Linked DNA regions of Mus musculus: region 1 is linked to region 2. A link is a contact called in public promoter capture Hi-C data. All regions are on one chromosome and are shown on one strand. Each heading gives the region's core, a stretch centred on a gene start, on an enhancer-like site or on the middle of the called end of the contact. The rest is flanking DNA. Distances are from core to core; before and after follow the strand shown.

The links. Promoter capture Hi-C pulls out the DNA fragments that hold promoters and counts their contacts.
Region 1: a promoter capture Hi-C map of liver shows a contact between it and region 2, with 4 times the contacts expected there. The contact joins the enhancer-like site here to the promoter of Nexn in region 2. A contact is called at or near these places in 5 of 39 promoter capture datasets (cranial neural crest, hippocampal neurons, liver and 1 more), 1 of 115 datasets of contacts at active chromatin or transcription factors (cardiomyocytes) and 1 of 9 other capture datasets (liver).

The regions. Positions count from the first base shown.
Region 1 is chr3:153,935,869-153,941,679 of GRCm38.p6, forward strand. It overlaps Acadm (acyl-Coenzyme A dehydrogenase, medium chain), which reads right to left. Exons shown (of 12, transcript NM_007382.5): 3 at 3,202-3,299; 4 at 3,029-3,098; 5 at 2,686-2,786; 6 at 1,835-1,915; 7 at 427-557. Among named protein-coding and RNA genes, the nearest start is that of Acadm, 5.9 kb to the right of the region's middle. Within about 2 kb of position 1,728, at least 27 of the 459 cell types and tissues checked have an H3K27ac peak or open chromatin away from gene starts, as enhancers often do. A contact at or near this core is called in cardiomyocytes and liver, where this site is marked.
Region 2 is chr3:152,263,330-152,268,691 of GRCm38.p6, forward strand. Nexn (nexilin) reads right to left here and starts at 2,466. Exons shown (of 14, transcript NM_001357206.1): 1 at 2,384-2,466. Gm31999 (a long non-coding RNA gene) reads left to right here and starts at 3,191. Exons shown (of 2, transcript XR_376257.1): 1 at 3,191-3,343; 2 at 3,432-3,709.

The DNA.
Region 1 (5,811 bases), core at 478-2,977, 1.7 Mb after region 2:
CCCTGAGTTGCATGGCAGCCCCACAGTCCAGTAAGAACGCCTCTTCAGGGGATGGGCGTCACAGCACAGTGCTCCCTGGTATACAGAGCTCCAGGTTCATTCCCTAGAACCACAAGCCTGCTGAGAACCACCCTACTGAAGCGTTCTGCTTTCCTTCAAGCGAGGGTTAGCAGACTGTGCACTGGGACTGAGCCCGCCTGACAGAGTCAGTGAGATTAGCTATTTTTACTGCGCTTTACACTTTAGACTTCTTAAATTAATCTCGAAGAAATAGCTCAAGGGCTTAAAATAGTTCATGAGTCACCGAGTTATTTATAATCTCCTATGGACCTCCCAGTTTTAAAACTATAGGTTGTTTTAACTGAGAAGGCTTAATAATAAAAGAAGAAAGGGAGACGTGGAAGGTACAGTAATGAAGAGGCCTACCAGTTGGCCTTTCCCCCGTTGGTTATCCACATCTTCTGGCCGTTGATAACATACTCGTCACCCTTCTTCTCTGCTTTGGTCTTAATGGCCGCCACATCAGAGCCTGCGGAGGGCTCTGTCACACAGTAAGCCTTGGATATCCAGACACAAGAAAAAAATTAAATGTTAATTATTAAATTGTGAATATCTGGCAATAGTGTTATTTTGCTTGTTTGTTTTGAGGTTCCAGGATAGAACCCAGATTCTTAGGTATGCTAACTAGGGTTCTACCAGTGAGCTATGCTCCAGCCCGGCATTTTGTCTTTGAAGGCAGTAATGATAAATGAATATCTAGAATTACAATGTTCTTAGAAAACCAAATAAACTGCTGAAATGTAAAAAAATGTACTCTTTTAAAACATTTTAACTTAATTCAAAACTAGACACAGCATACCAATAAACTACAGAAAATATTAGGAATTGAATAAACAAATTCATTAAATTGAGCTTGCTATGTTGATGTATTTGAATGTTCATTGAATACCCATTATGTAGTAGCCAGATGGAAAACCAGAGCTGAAAGGAAGTCCACCTTGAGATTTTCACCGGGTACAGGGTAACCATATGAAGTGTGGGTGCTAAACACCAGGATTTGAGAAGCCAGTTTCTACGAGATGATGTGTAAGTCAGACCTCAAAAATGAAGGATATTCTGTAGCCATGTATTGTCTGCAGGAGTGTTCTCTGCATGTGATGAGGATGAAACGCAGGATAGGGTTGGGGGCACAGCCTAGCATGCACAAGGGCCTGATTCAGTCCCAGGCATCACCTAACGTAACTGGACATTCCATAAACTGAGTCATGCGTGGTAGCACACATCTGTGATCCCAGCAATAGAAAGGTGGGAGCACGAGGAATAAGAGCTCAAGGTTACCTTGGCTACCCCGTGAGTTCAAAGCTAGTCAGATACATGAGACCCTAAAGACAGAGAGTCACAGCACAGAGATGTGAAGACAGACCCCCCCCCCCCCAGGCTCCCAAGTGCTGGGATTAAATCGGTGCACCACCCTGCCTAGCCAGAGAAACATTTTAAATGACAAATGAAGCAGTTTGAGTCGAAGGATAGCCGGGGCTGCAAACACCCAGACAACCGCTCCCATCTGGAGCTGCAGAAGGACGGTTCAGCAGATATCACTTCCTGAAAGCCAGCAACAGGATAGCTCAACACCATCTTGGAATCCAGAAACAAGTGGACTCTCCCTTGTGGAAATGAGCAGGGATTGCTAAGACACCGGCTGGACAGTCCAGGTACGCCTGTGTCTGCCGGACTTCTGTCCTCAGGGCACGAGGTCCAATAAACACATGCAGACTGAATGGCAGAGCCAGCGCTCCTGGCCCGTTTACAGGGAAATATGGACGAACATACTCACACACATCATTGGCTGCTCCGTCATCCTCCCCAAATACTTCTTTTTTTGTTGATCATTTCCAGCAAGAATCACAGGCATTTGCTACCAAGGGAGATTAACATTAAGACGTCGAGATATTTAAATTAGTTACGTAGATTCAGAAAACCACAGTTCCACGAATAAGAACTACCTGCCTCCCATAAAGAAGTAAACTTATGAACTGGCATTTGCTCTGAACGAAACGAGCGAGAAGAACACAGACTAACATGAGCTTCTCCTTGAGTTATAGGTGGGTGGGGCTGCTTAGTGACACACAAGCGTGGTTGACAGTAAGGAGATCACAGATTAAATTTAGGATATGTGACACGGTCTGCACGACGAGCAGGCCTCCTAGATACTGCTCAGTTCATTTCAGCGTAGTAACTGAGCAGCAGGCCGAGGGGATGGCTTCCGAGCTGCCGCCAAAGAGTACAGTTTCCTCACAAGGACACCCAGAACGGCCAGTATGGGAGACAAGTGAACCACAGTGATCAAGCTATAGAATCACAGCTCCAGGCCGGCAAGCCAGTCTTCCTTATAGTTCTTACAGAGATTAACCCAGCTTCACGGTCGGTGTCTCATTAACAGCCCAGGTAAGCGATTAGCATTTCTCAAATGGTAATTTTACTTATTTTGTACATATGCACACATGTATGTCTATGTATGTGTGCACGAGTTACAGCTCTCTTCTGGAGGCCAGATGACACCTTGGGGGAGTCCGTAGTCTCCTTCCATCACACGGGCCCCAGAGGTGGAACTCAGACCATGGGGGCGCCTTTACCCACTGAGCCATTCCACCAGCCCCATGATAAGTGATTGTCTTAGTGACTTACCCCCAAAGAATTTGCTTCAATAGCAGTTTGCACCCCTGTACACCCATACGCCAACTCTTCGGTAATTAAACAAGCATCGAACGTTCCCAGGCCAAGGCCACCTACAGCGTCAGAGTGTACGTAGCACGTTATAATATGAAGAACAACTCAATAAACTCGAAACCATCTAGACAGGGAGATGCCTGTGCTCTGTGCTGAGTGAGGACCAGGCTCCTCCGAGCAGGCAAGTTCTATGTTGCCAATAGGGAAACAAAGGCAGAAAGCCTCTGAATGGCAACAACACTTTAGAGAAATGGGCGTTTTCATTTTTGTAATTTTCGGAGCAAACGTGTAGGAGGCTTACCGCAACTTTCCGGAATGTGCGCGTTGATCAAGCCGAGTTCCCAGGCTCTTTTGATGAGAGGGAACGGGTACTGAAAGGAGAACAGGTACAGCACACCTGAGCCTAGGCAGGCTGGCCACCCAATCTCCTGGCCATACACGACTTCCCCACTTCCCCGGCAACCCGATACCCACCTCCCCGCTTTTGTCATATTCCGGGGCGACGGGGATAATCTCCTCTCTGGCAAACTTGCGGGCAGTTGCTTGAAACTCTTTCTGCTGTTCCGTCAACTCTAAGGGAACATTATTTTGAGAACATCAAAAAGAGTTCATCAACACTGAGTTGAAGAGACAAGGCCCATGAAGCTGTTCTGCAGAGGTTTCTATCTATCAAGAGGTAAGCTTCTGACCTCAGGCAGCAGTCTAAAGACACAAGACGTACGCACTCGGGCAGCATACAGCAATAAAGCTTGTTTCAGGGACTTACGGAAGAACGTCAACACCATGATTTAAATTTCACTCTTCTTTTAAGCCCCCAATAAGGTTAAGGATATAAGTTCCCACAAATAAAATGGTAAAAGCAATGAGAAGTCTCCCCAAAATATTAACAGACACATTGAACCCTCTGTATTAGCAACAGGCAGTATTAAAACAATGGGTCTACACGAAATAAAACTAGTTATTGTAAAATGAATGAGACGACTCCGCTGCCTGGACCCCTGGGGTAAGTGTGGATGGATAACTGCATTTTTGGAGCTGTACTACCTGGTGTTTCAATGTGGCTGCACTGATATAATAAACGAGGCTGGAAAGTAGCTCACAGGTGGAGGGAGCACTTTCCTGTCTAGCCTCTGTGAGGGAGGCCCTCCATTCCACCCTCCACACACGGCAGGGCAGGGAGGGTTAAAGGTGGCACTGGGTATTTCAGGCAATCAGAGTAAGAGCCAACGCTTAGAAGAACAAGCCAGGTGAGGCAGCATACACCCTTATACCCAGCACTCAGACCACAAAGGCAGGAGGATCTTTGTAGGTTCAAGGCCAGCCTGTTCTACATGGTGAGTTCCAGGCCAGATAGGGATACACAGTAAGATCCTGTCTTTAAAAAAAGAAAAAAATATATATCTACAGTTCTCATTTGTATGGGGCCGAGAGGCAAAGTGTAAAAGACAGATCAAGTCTCATGGTTAAGACACGGAGACTAAGGAATGGCTGAAAGCTGTGTACTTCCGTCAGTCATCCACACAGCCTGATGACACACCAAGCAGTCTTCCTTTAAGGGGACTGGCACACTGGTTTCTATGGTTTCACTACTAAGTACAACAAACAAACAAACAAACAAAGAACCAGGAAGACAAAAGCAGGAGACCAGGCAGAGAGGAGGTGGCTCCTCGAGGCTCGTGGTGATGACAGCAGCAGTCAAGGAGCCTGGGGCTCGGAGCTGCTGGGGTTTTCCAGATCTCTTCACTTCAAAGACTGGAGATAATTCCTTCCGACTTTAGACAGATGAGTCCAAAGTCAGAAGGAAAGGCGTCTACCATATTATTATTTGTTGGCAACCTGCTTTCATCAACTCAGTAATCTTCATGATATCCTATTGCACTTGTTATACCTACTTTATCCATCAGAACCAGTTAGTCCTGGCTGGCCAGGAACTAGCTCTGTAGATCAGCCTGCCCTCGAACTCAAGAGATCCACCTGCCTCGGTCTCAAGTGCTGGGGTCAAAGGTGCGCTCCTCCACCAGTCCTCTCATTACCTGCACTTTAGTCTGAGCTCACAAACTCCCTCCCAAACTCCTCTATCTGCCTCACCCTCTGGCACTCCGAGGCTTGTCAGATTCTCGGAACTGCCCACAAGTATGTAGGAATTCATATGTAAAAAGCTGAGAATAAAGCTGGGCGTGGTGGCGCACACCTTTAATCCCAGCACGTGGATTTCTGAGTTCGAGGCCAGCCTGGTCTACAAAGTGAGTTCCAGGATAGCCAGGGCTATACAGAGAAACCCTGTCTTGAAACCCGCCTCCCCTGCGCCCCCCAAAAAAGCTGAGAATAGATAACAGTCAGAGTAAAGGCTGCTACTCTCACACGCCCACTAATTCAACTTGCTATGCTCATGATATATGAAAAGTCTAATTCCAGTTGTGTGTGTGTGTGTGTGTGTGTGTGTATGTATGTATTTTCACTCAAGTATACTCGAATAAAGTCAATAAACCTAGATGCGTTCAGCCACCAAGGACCCCGTGCTTGTTAACCAGCTCAGCCTTGGAACTTTTCAGAGACCAAGGGAACAGAGAAAATGGTTTCCTAGCTAGAGGCAAGGTAACAACTTCAAGTAAAAACCCTTTAGGGGTGAAGGACACCAAAAACCAGGATTTACTTCACATTTTTAACTCGGAATGTTTCATTTTGTAAAAAGGAAAAGAAGAATCTAGCTTCTTTTCCCTCCAAAACCACATGGCCACCTGGTCTCAGGTCTGAGGACACCGTATAACAGCATCAAACCGCAGCTCAGATAAATCAGGCCAATTTTTTAATTGTTACACCACTGAACCGATGAGTATTTGGAGAAATATTTGTTAAGCCAGCGGGTGTGGTTGCTCACACCTTTAATCTCAGTACTAGGGAGGGAGAGGCAGGCCTGCCTATCTCTCTACTTAGAGCTCCAGCCAGCCAAAGCTATATAGTGAGACTGTCTCCAAAGACAAAGGAAGTATGTTACAGTTAATCTGTAGGTTGAAAACAATTCATATATATTCATTTATTTGGGCTACCATTTGGGAAAGAAGAGAAAGGACACCATAGAGGCCG
Region 2 (5,362 bases), core at 1,216-3,715:
GTGGACACTGTAGGCACACAGTGCACACACATACATGGAGTCAAAATGTACACACACACAAAAAAAATACACTACCACAAAATAAGCCTCACTACACAGTGAATATCTTAAAAAGTAATGCCGGATGGTGGTGGCACATGCCTTTAATCCCAGTATTTGGGAGGCAGAGGCAGGCTTGATTTCTGAGTTCGAGGCCAGCCTGGTCTACAAAATGAATTTCAGGACAGCCAGGGCTATACAGAGAAACCCTGTCTTGAAAAAAACAAAGAAAAAAGAAGAAAAAAAAGTAACAACTTCAAATGTAATTATAAAAACAGGAGAAAGACCAGGACAGAAAGTATACAAGTGATGTGGACCAGATTGGTCAAGTAAGAAGAGAAACATGCGATTGTTAGTGGGTGAAGTCATTTTCCTCTGACTGATACAGGAAACCAAGATGCTCTGGCTCCACAATGAAGACACCCAGAGACTTCTATACACTCAGGCTTTGGTCCCACGTGCCCACGGTTTGACAGCCATTGACTGTATTCTCATAGGCATGCATAACTGATAGAGTTTTTAAATACTTTTTATTCTTTTGGGGTTTTCAAGATAATAGAGCTTTCTCCCCACAAATGGAGCCCGTCAGTTCAGGCACTTGCTTTCTAAGCAAACTAAATCTATTATGTCTCTATTATATACACTGGCTATCCTGAAACGAGCTATGTAGACCAGGCTGGCCTCAAACTCTCTCTGCATGTAGTTACTCTCTACAATGTACACACATAGTTGCCATGCTTTTCACAAATGAAGCCCCAATCTAAAGCTTCAAGTGAGATTTCAGGGCAAAGTCCTCTCCAAAACCCAGATAGTACATTCCTTGCCTGATGCTAAATATAGTCTTCTCACAATGACATACATTTTGACAATGATCAGCCTTACATGTCAAAAATTTCTAAAATAGCACAGATTCCATTTTAAGGTAAGCTGGAAATCTATTAAAACTGAATTGCATCAAAAGCTGCAAGAAGGAAAAGTAGATTTAAAATAATTGTGTCGCACTTTTGCATTGTGCTCTCCAAGTCAAATGCTGCAGGTAAAATACAAAATTGTACACGGCTTTCCTTAAACGAGCCCTCAGAAGCACCAGGCAAAGGACAGTGCTGAGCTGGGCCTCAGGGTGCTGGCCTGTAATTCCAACTGCGCTGGAGGCTGGGACGGTCACAGTCCTGCCTGCCGGCACTACCGAGTTCAAGGCTCGCCTGGAAAACCTAGTAAAATAGATAAGGAAAGAACTTAGAAGCAAGAGAGCTTGCCTAGCAGGCACCAACTACACAGCATGAAATCTGTTTATATTACCACCTCCGCCCCCACGCACAAACAAAAGACTTTCCTTCAGTTAATTATGCACTTTCCCCATACAAACACACCCAAACGCAAAACAAACAAAACAAAAAAACAAAAACATGCAATTTGGATTTTCTTACAGTGGCAGTTCAACATATAAATGAATAATATTGGGGGAAATTTTATGTAGTTCACACACTATCGTGTGACCAAGACAGTCTAAAAACTTCGTTTCACAATACCGGGAACATACTTCTGAGACTCGTGCAATGGGCCGCGCGGCTCCTATACAAAAGTTGGTTGATGAATGACGCCCCGGTCAGAAAGGTGATTTCTTCGTGGGGCTTCTTTTCTCTGCCTGTCTGTCTTTTTCCAAGGGTAGTCACTTTGTGAGGGCATGCCATGTGCTATTTTTACCACGTTATCTATGCTCAACTCCTTGTCCACATTGTGGCCTTAAAAATAAAACGCTTATCTCAAGCCACTGAGCAATCACCTAATCTCTCAATTTGCTCCTTCTTCATTCAGACACACACACAAAGAGAGAGACCTGTATGTATGTGTTATGTATATGTGTATATAAACATATATGTATATATTACTCTTGAACATCTCACATATGATGCCTTTACTCTGACTTTTAGAGCTAGCTGCTCAACCTCCAAGTGTATCCCTGTCTTGGCACTGGGGAACAATTTGGAGGCCGGGCATGGCAGCCTAATAAATCCTTAATTTCCCCGCTTCCACGGACCCATCCGCAATTTCTTTAAAATCTCAGCCACAGCTGGCGGAGTCCGCAGTGGGCACGTGTTGGGTGCCACAGTGAACTCGCCCGCTCGGACCCTAGGGGTCCCCGGCGGAGAGCGTACACACATTCGGCTCATGGAAACACTCTCCCCCAAACTCAGCCGCCCAGATGCAGGTGGAGCAGAAGCGCCCGGCCCGGCGAGGGACCCCCAACCCCCGCAGCCCAGGATGGTCTGGCCGAGCGCAGGCCACCAGGAGGGCCCGGAGCCCCGCCGCGTCCGCCCAGCCCAGCCCAGCCCAGCCCTCCTACCCGCCTGCCGCCGCCCGGGCGCCGCTCCTCCCGCTCCGCGCTGCGTGTCGGGCTCTGCGCGCTGCCCCCGCCGCTCCCGCCGCCCGAGCCCGCTGGCCGCCGCGCGCCAGCAGCAAGTTTCCATAAAAGTCCTGGTGCAGCGGCTCCCGCATTCCAGACGGGCCCAGCGCCCGCTGCAGCTGTTCCCGGACCAGGCCAGTCCCCACCCCCACCGCCGCGCAGCAGAGGGTGGAGAGTCACCCAGAAAGAAGAGGGGCGCTGGCTGCCACCGCAGGCTGCCTCCTGGCAACCTGCCGGCCCGCTTCCCTCAGATTCTCTACCTGCCCTAGTAGCCCATAAAACTCCCTGACTTCTGGCCAGCTTCCCCTTTCCTTCGGAAGGAATGGGGCGACAGTGTGAAAACGCTGAGTCTGTCTGCCGCTCCTCTTTAACCTCGAGGAGAGGTGACTGGAAAAGACGCTCAAGGGAACGGGATAAGAGCCTGCTCTTAACTCAACGGCTCACCTTTCCTTAGCTGAAGGCAATACAAATCTGCGCTCTCACATCATCTAAAAGCACGACGTGAGTGTTAGGCACAAGCCTGCCAGGAAAACTACACTGGAGTGTGAGAGGCAAGCCCAGCTGAGGCCTCTTTGGATAAAGAGAGGCCCCGCTTCACTCCATCAACAGCAACCAACCAAACCGAGGAGCCATAGCTCTATGAGGAGCATGTTTGTGTCACAAAACAAGGCCCCGGGGTCACCTCCCAGAGCCACACAACAAAAACAGCATTAGTGAAACAAGTTAGCCAGTGCGGGGTGGGGGGCGGGGGACAGAGAGGGGGGCCCCAGCACTTAGGAGGGGACGGCACGAGCAGAGTTCCAAAGCTAGTCTTCACTATAGAGAGTCTGAGGACAGCCCGGGCTTCAATAGGCCATCTCTCGGAAATCCCCAAAGAAAAGAAAAATGAGAGGCACCGAGGTAGGTGACCCAGGGACAAAGGAAACCACTTCTGATTCCATCAGCAGACAGACCAAAGCTCAGGTGATGTTATTGCTCTTGAATATAGTGGTTTGCCATCCCAGCCCTCACTATCACCAGGAGGTAAATGTCAATAGGAGGTCTGGAGGCCGGCTCGTCCCTTCCACGATTCGGTGCCTTCACCTGTTCCGTTCATGGGAATGTCCACAGCCCCATACAAGCTCCCTACAGGACCCCTCCGTTTGAACCGCTCCTCTCCCGGAAGCCCCTCCCAGCGCTCTCCATGTCTACTGCAAGGCTCGAGGAGTCTTTTCCTCACCGTGCACTTATAATTGTATCTTTATTCTGATTAAAAAAAAAAAACTATTTGGAGACCCATGAGAGCTAATTACCCTTCTGAGGGTAGCTCCTCACTAGGCCCACTTTTTAAAAGATTTATTAATTTATTCATTTTATGAGTACACTGTAGCTACCTTCAGACACACTAGAAGAGGGAATCGGATCTCATTACAGATGGTTGTGAGCCACCATATGATATGGTTGCTGGGAACTGAACTCAGGACCTCTGGAAGAGCAATCGGTGCTCTTAACCGCTGAGCCATCTCTCCAGCTCTTTATTCTGATTTTTAAAGGATGAGATTTGTATTTCTACCCAATAGCCTCATCAAATCGTGCAAAACTGTCCATTTTCTCCATAAACACGGAGAGCATCCCGCTGTGCCTCCGGTAGTGTAATTGTCAGGTGAACATGTTAGAACATTCTCAATCTGCGGGTCACATAAGACCATTTGCATTATAATTCATAACAGGAGCAGAATTGCAGCTATGAAACAGCAATGAAAATAGTTTTATTTTGGGGAGTCACGACATGAGGGTATTAAAAAGACACAGCACTAGGAAGGTTGAGAACCGCTGGGAAGAGACTCAATGAGGGAATGTGTGATACAGTCCACCTGTCTCTTAATTGGGTTACGTTAGGTGGCGAGACGCACCTTCAGGTGGGCTCTGTTCTGTCCTGGCTCTGAGTCCTGGACTGTGTGGAAGAGGAGGAGGCTGTGGGTAAACACACATGCATTCACTCACTCTGCCTTTTCTTTAAAGTCAGGGTCTCGCTATGGCACCTTAGCTGGCCTGGAGCTGGGTATGTAGTCCAGGCTGGCCTTGGCTGTGATTAACTCTGGGTCACCACATCTGGTCCCCTATCTTTCTCTGCTTTTGACCGTGAATGTGGCTATGAGTAACCCAAAATGATGGACTGTGACCTGGAACTGAGCTCAGTAAAGCCGTTGTCCCTTCCGTTGTGAGAGTCTTCCAGCCGCAGAAAGGATGACTGTGACACGGAGCACAGAAAGGCTGCCTGTTCCCAGTATTCCATCATCCATTCAACATGACCAGTCACAGACATCCGACTGCGGTGACGGCAGGCACTCATGCTCTCAAGGAACACAGACTCCCGATGAAGGAGGATAGAAGCGCACCTGGGAATTAGGCTGTGTCTCTCGATGGCCAGTCTCCTGCGAGTCTCAAGGACAGCCCGGGCTTCAACAGGAGGCAGCGCATTAGTACTTCTCTTACTGTAACAGCCGCCTGAGGCCGAGTAACTCCACAGTTACCTGCGGCTTACTTCGCTCATTATTCTAGAACGTGGTGGTGGGACTGGCTTGAGCACGATGTGGACATTGGTTCAGGTGGCACCCGTTAGCACAGAATTTGTGGGAGAGATCACATATAGAGATGGGAAGGCATGGTGTAGGAGGGGCCGCTAATGACCACTGTGGATGCCAGTGCCTCTTTGTTTTGCATGTGTGGTGTGCATGCATGTATTGAAATGCATGTGGATGCACGTGTGTACATGTGGAGGCCAGAGAACACTTCAGGTACTATTTGCTTAGGAAGAGCATCCACCTTCTTGAGTCTCTGACAGGCCTGGAGCTCAGTTAGTCAGGCTGAGCAGCCAGCTACAGGGATGTCCTGCCTCCTCCTCCCCAAGTGAGCACTGCCATGCCTGACATCTGTACA